2 separate regions of the Mus musculus genome follow, and region 1 is linked to region 2. The links are chromatin contacts, called in public promoter capture Hi-C maps. All regions are on one chromosome and are shown on one strand. Each heading gives the region's core, a stretch centred on a gene start, on an enhancer-like site or on the middle of the called end of the contact. The rest is flanking DNA. Distances are from core to core; before and after follow the strand shown.

The links. Promoter capture Hi-C pulls out the DNA fragments that hold promoters and counts their contacts.
Region 1: a promoter capture Hi-C map of the SN4741 cell line shows a contact between it and region 2, with 4 times the contacts expected there. The contact joins the enhancer-like site here to the promoter of Rflnb in region 2. A contact is called at or near these places in 6 of 39 promoter capture datasets (the SN4741 cell line, cranial neural crest, embryonic stem cells and 2 more), 3 of 484 Hi-C or Micro-C datasets (the HL-1 cell line, macrophages and nephron progenitors), 4 of 115 datasets of contacts at active chromatin or transcription factors (bone marrow-derived macrophages, cardiomyocytes and embryonic stem cells) and 2 of 9 other capture datasets (adipose tissue and pancreatic islet).

What each region holds. Positions count from the first base shown.
Region 1 is chr11:76,134,538-76,137,237 of GRCm38.p6, forward strand. Vps53 (VPS53 GARP complex subunit) reads right to left here. Exons shown (of 22, transcript NM_026664.4): 6 at 1,662-1,777. Among named protein-coding and RNA genes, the nearest start is that of Gm46252, 15 kb to the right of the region's middle. Within about 2 kb of position 1,289, at least 54 of the 459 cell types and tissues checked have an H3K27ac peak or open chromatin away from gene starts, as enhancers often do. A contact at or near this core is called in the HL-1 cell line, the SN4741 cell line and bone marrow-derived macrophages, where this site is marked.
Region 2 is chr11:76,026,403-76,029,102 of GRCm38.p6, forward strand. It overlaps Rflnb (refilin B), which reads right to left and starts at 1,380. Exons shown (of 3, transcript NM_029658.1): 1 at 1,026-1,380. The coding sequence starts at 1,235.

The DNA of each region.
Region 1 (2,700 bases), core at 39-2,538, 110 kb after region 2:
CAGAAGTTGAGACGTAGTCACTGAAGAGACAAGATAGAAGACGTGGGACGACTTGCGAGACCCAGATATCTCTGAAGACACAAGATAGCAGGTGTGGGATGATCTACAAGAGCTAGATTTAGTATAAGTACTGGGGAAGGAAAGATTAGGATTTAGCTCCAACTCTCAAGGTGACATCATTTAATAATGGGAGTGTCAAGTAAACATTTAACTAATAGCAAGAGAGTAAAGTATGGTCTAAATAATATTGTAAACTATAGCCACAGGGCACAAAAATGTGTGTGTGTGTGTGCGTGTGTGTGTGTGTGTGTGTGTGTGTGTGTGCGCACGCGCACACGCTCAGTGGGTGGCAGAGGGGACTCTGGGAAGACTATGGGTTTGAGCTGGGCATTGCATGAAGAATGGGATTTTGAGATAATGTTGTATAAAATATTACTGATGATTGTGGTGCACGGAAAAACCAAGCCATTTTTCTGGATCACAGAAAAGGAAGATTGTGATTTCAAGTTAACTGTCACATTTAGTTTTAAGATAATGATAAACAATGGCAGCTGAGATGACAACTTGCCCTACTCCTAAGGGTAATGAAGCTTAAATAAACGATGCTGATAAAATCAAGTTATACATGGTAATGAAGTACAAACTAGTAGGTCTACACTGGCTTTCACATTAAATGTGTAATTCCCTTATAAAACATTTCAAGGAGAGGCTCAAGGTCAAACCATGGTACTCCATTGCCATCTTGACCTGCTAATACAAAGTGTCCCATGGGAAGGAGGAAGGGAGATGGTTCTTGCAGTCCCATTTGCTAGCTGCCCTGGATGATCACTCCTCCAATGGACTAGGGCTCCTCTGCCACCTTTTGTATGCCCAGCAGCAGTTAGGAATGATACAACCTCTCCTCCTTCCTTCTGGGCATCCTTCATTCTTGCCAGACCTGCATGTCTGTGAAGATGGCAGGCTTGCACACATGAGAAATTCCACTAGGACTAAAGCAGGGGGAATCGGCCTGAGACCCATTGCAGTAGGAAGCTGGGGTGCTGGGGCAGGAGGATTTGAAACACTGCTTCAAGGTAAATGGCCGGGGACTTCTTTTAATACTCTTTCTAAATGTGCTGCACAAAGAACTACAATCTTAAAAACATAGGTTTAAGAAAAAAGTGGGTTAAACTGTATGTCAAAGATTTGTTTAGAAATGGTCTCTTTGGTGAAATGAAACTCAGCCCAATAGAAGGAGGGATACTTGCCAAGGCAGAGGCCCTAGAGAGTGACTGGGGCTGAGTCACTCTGTCTGACTTTCTGGTCTAGATCTACCACATGAGATGACACATTTTTCAGGGTCATTCTCATGGGCTTTCTGTGGCTTCCTCAGGTTGCCTGTCCATTTTTTTTTACTAAGACAGACTGTCTGCTGCAGTGCAGTTCTGAGGATGGAAGCCAGGGCTGTGGGCATGTCAAGCAGGTATTCTGCCTGCCACTGGGCTACATCCCCATCTCTTTTGTTAAGTTGTGAACACCAAAAGTGACTGAACACTTGTGGTCAGTGTTCCAAACATGGAGAGGATGGTGAGGCTGGCTCGGCTGGGAAGTGAGTAACTCTGAAGCCACTGTCCTCATGTGGAGCATTTCCTGTGGGCCCGTTGAGAGGTCACACTGCTTACTCCAGGGAGTCCACCCCGCCTGCCAGCATGTGCAGGTGGTTCAGGGTCGTGATTGAGGTGGTCAGGTGGCGCTTGGCGTGATCTAACTGCTTAATATCTCGGGTGATCTCTTTCACCTACACATTGAAAAGAAAACAGGGAAAGGGTGAGAAAGCTTTAAACCCTTCTTCAAGTCACTCTACAAGAAAATCAGATATAAAATCACTTAAAACAACCTCAGGTTAGCCCCTAAGAAAAAATATAAATACTCTTATAATACAAAACTAAAATAACTTAGAATAATTAGCCCCTTTCATGTTTTGTTTGCTTATTTCTCTTTTTTTAAATATACATTTGGGCTGGGTGTGTTCATTCATGCCTTTAATTCATGAGGTAGATGCAGGCAGATCTCTGGAGTTCAAGGCCAGCCTGGTCTTCAATAGTGAGTTTCACCAGCCAGTGTTATGCAGAGATGCAATCTTTTGTTGTTGTTGTTGTTGTTGTTGTTGTTGTTGTTATTTGTTTGTTTTCAAGACAGGGTTTTGCTATGTAGCCTTGGCTGTCCTGGAACTAGCTCTGTAGACCAAGCTGGCCTCAAACAGAGCTCCACCTGCCTCTGCCCACCAAGTGCTTGTATTAAAGGCGTATACTACTACCACCACCACCTGGTGAGAGAGACTATCTTTAAAGAAAAAGAAAAAAGGAAAATAGAAAAGATTCATTTTTATTATTTTATGTATATGTGAGTAAACTGGTGCCAGAAGAGGGCACTGGATGCCCTGGTGCTAGAGTTAAGTTGGTTGTAAGCAGCCTAATGTGAGTGCTGTTCAAACTAGGTCCCTTACAAGAGCAGCAAGTACTCTTACTGTTGAGTCATCTCCCCAGTTTCTTTTTCTTTTTTTTTTTTTAGATTTATCTATTTATTATATGTAAGAACACTGTAGGTGTCTTCAGACACCCCAGAAGAGGACATCAGATCTCATTATGGATGGTTGTGAGCCACCATGTGGTTGCTGGGATTTGAACTCAGGACCTTCGGAAGAGCAGTCAGTGCTCTTAA
Region 2 (2,700 bases), core at 130-2,629:
CACATAGTGAGGAAGGGCCACCAGGACTTGAATGGGAAAGGTGAGAGGGTCAAGGTTCATGTCAGGTGCAGGAATCCATGTCAGAGGCACCAGTGAGTGTCTGATCGGTGGTCAGAGCAGGAAAGATGAGAGAGACTGAAAGACCAAGCTGAAGCAAGTTTCACCTTGGAGTGGAAATAAAAGGTGCTGGTTTTTGCTGGGACAGGGTCAGTAGGTCAAGAAGGCCCCACACCAGCAAAGCTCCATTTTGGTCCTTAAGCATAACACTTGCCGCTGACCTCCCCATGGGAGGCACAGTCACAGCTCTCCTTCAGTCTTACTTTGAGCTTCTACTGTAGACAGGATGTGGCCTTTCTTGAGCTGTGCTCTGAATATCATCACCTGAACAGATCCCAAGACAAAACAGACTTGGGAGTTTTTCTTGCAAAGAGTTTAAAGGAAAAGAAGGAAAAGGATTAATACTTTCAAAGCCCTGGCCACCTGGAGGACGCTGATCTCATTAAGTGCAGAACACTGGCTGGGAAAAAAAGACCTACCAGACCCTGAAGACTCTTGTGTGTGACTAACCCCAAAGGCTGTGGTCCGCCTTGCGCCAGGAGCCCAGAGCACACCCCTCTCCCAGGTCCCGGCAGAGGGAGGCCGCTTTGGGAGCAAAGCCGCGGGGCGTGGGCCCCCCGGGTGGGGAGGGCCCGGGATCCCTGTCCGTGTCCCGGGAGCCCCACCCAGCCCGCCCCAGCAGGAATGTGGTCGAGCCGCAGCCTGGCAGCCTCGGGGGCCGCCACCTCGAAGGGAGGAGACCGCGGCTTGCCTCTCCCGGGGCTCCCGCGCCTCCCAGGCGATGACAATTTTCCAGCCACTGGCTCCAGCTGGCCAGGCTCTCTCGCTACGCTCCCGCCCCGGCTCCCGGCGATGGCCACGCCGTCTCGACGGGCGGGTGGCCGCACCGACTGCGAAAGCTGGAGACTCCCCGGGGAGGGCTGCGGGTGGGCCGGGACTGGGAGAAGTCCGCGCGGGAGGCAACTCACCGGGACTATAGGGGTCACCGCCGCATCGGGCTCCAGCGTCCCTGCGACCGGAGCGCGCTCCCCACCGCCGCCCGCCGTCGCTGCGAGCCCCCAGTGGCTGGGGCTAGGGCTTGGGGGCAGCCCCGAGTCCGGGCTGTCCAGGACGCCGTCGCCTTTTTTCTTCGTGTCCACGAGTTCAGGGACATCCTGCAGGCTCAGCCGGCCCACCATAGCTGCACGTGTGGCGGGACCGGGCACAGCCGCCGCGGTGTTGGAGTGCAAGAGAGGGCCGCACACGCGGGCCGGGGCCGCTGCCCTCCGGGCTGCCCTCCTTGCCCCGCCGCCGGCGCGTTGTCCGGGTGTCGCCAGCGGCCGCGCTCGTTCGAGGCCCCGCCCTCCGCCCCGCCCCGAGGGCTGGCCCAGCCGCGGTGACCGCCGAGAGGCCAAGCGCCAGGGGCCGCTGCGCTCCCGCCGCGCGCCGCCCAGCTCGTCCGAGCGCCGATCTTCCCGCGACGGGCCTCCCCTCCCACCTCCCCGGCATGCCGCGACTGGCAAAGCTGCGAGGCTTCGTCCGGCCCCGCACCCTGTCCCTATGGTCCACGGCGATCCTTGCTCCATGCACTGTCCCCCGGCCCCCGAGAGGTGCTAATATCTCTAGATCTGGCAGCCCAGAGCCAAGGAGTCCCAGTCTGCAGAGGCCGGGGGCGGGGGGGGGGGGGGGGGCGTGGGGAGAGAGGACGAGCAAACAACTGGAAATTATTAATACTTAATGCGCTTCGTATGGCTCCAGCGGCCTGTTGGCTCAGCAGGGCCTGCTCTGGCTCTCACGTCTGCCCCGGAGGAGAGAGGGCCTACTCCTCCGGACTCCCGGGGGCGTCGATCACTCCCTGGTCCCGGGCACAGCTGAACAGGCTGTGGCCAGTCCAGGCAGGGAAGTTCTGAGGGTGTCACAGGCTTGGATCTCCCAAAGAGACCAGCAAACAGAGCAGCTCTCTTAGGGAGTCAAGATTCCCCTTATGGAGGCCACAGTCTATTCACTCACAGGAACTTTCTCCCTCTGTCCTATCAGAGGGAATCTCTTCTACAAACAAAACAAAACCTAAACTCAACAGCAAACAGACTGTGGTCCTTCCTGATAGGTTTGACAGAGAAGCTCTTCTTCAGTGGGAAGTAATTGAGTTGGGGTGTGCCTAAAATCATTGTCTTTTCTTCTTTCCTTTCCTTTCCTTTCCTTTCCTTCCCCTTCCCCTTCCCCTTCCCCTTCCCCTTCCCCTTCCCCTTCCCCTTCCCCTTCCCCTTCCCCTTCCCCTTCCTTCCTTTCTTTCTTTCTTTCTTTCTTTCTTTCTTTCTTTCTTTCTTTCCTCTCATGGAGATGTCCCGGGGTCAACACCAAGTGCCACGTGCTCCACCAGAAGTCTTCCCTGGATCACCTTCGTGGTCCAATCCACATCTTTGCAAGAACAAAGAACATCTGTCCTGCTTGGGGCAGATTTGTTAAAATATATATATATATATATATATATATATATATATATATATATATATATGTTCAGAGTGACTAGATCTACCAGCAAAGTTCAGTCCTCCTTTCTCTCTACCCATCATTTTTGATACGGAGAGAGAAGGGCTTGCCTTTAATCATGTGATGGATAGAAGGCAGCTTGCTAGGAACAGAAAGCCAGGGTCATTCCTTCTA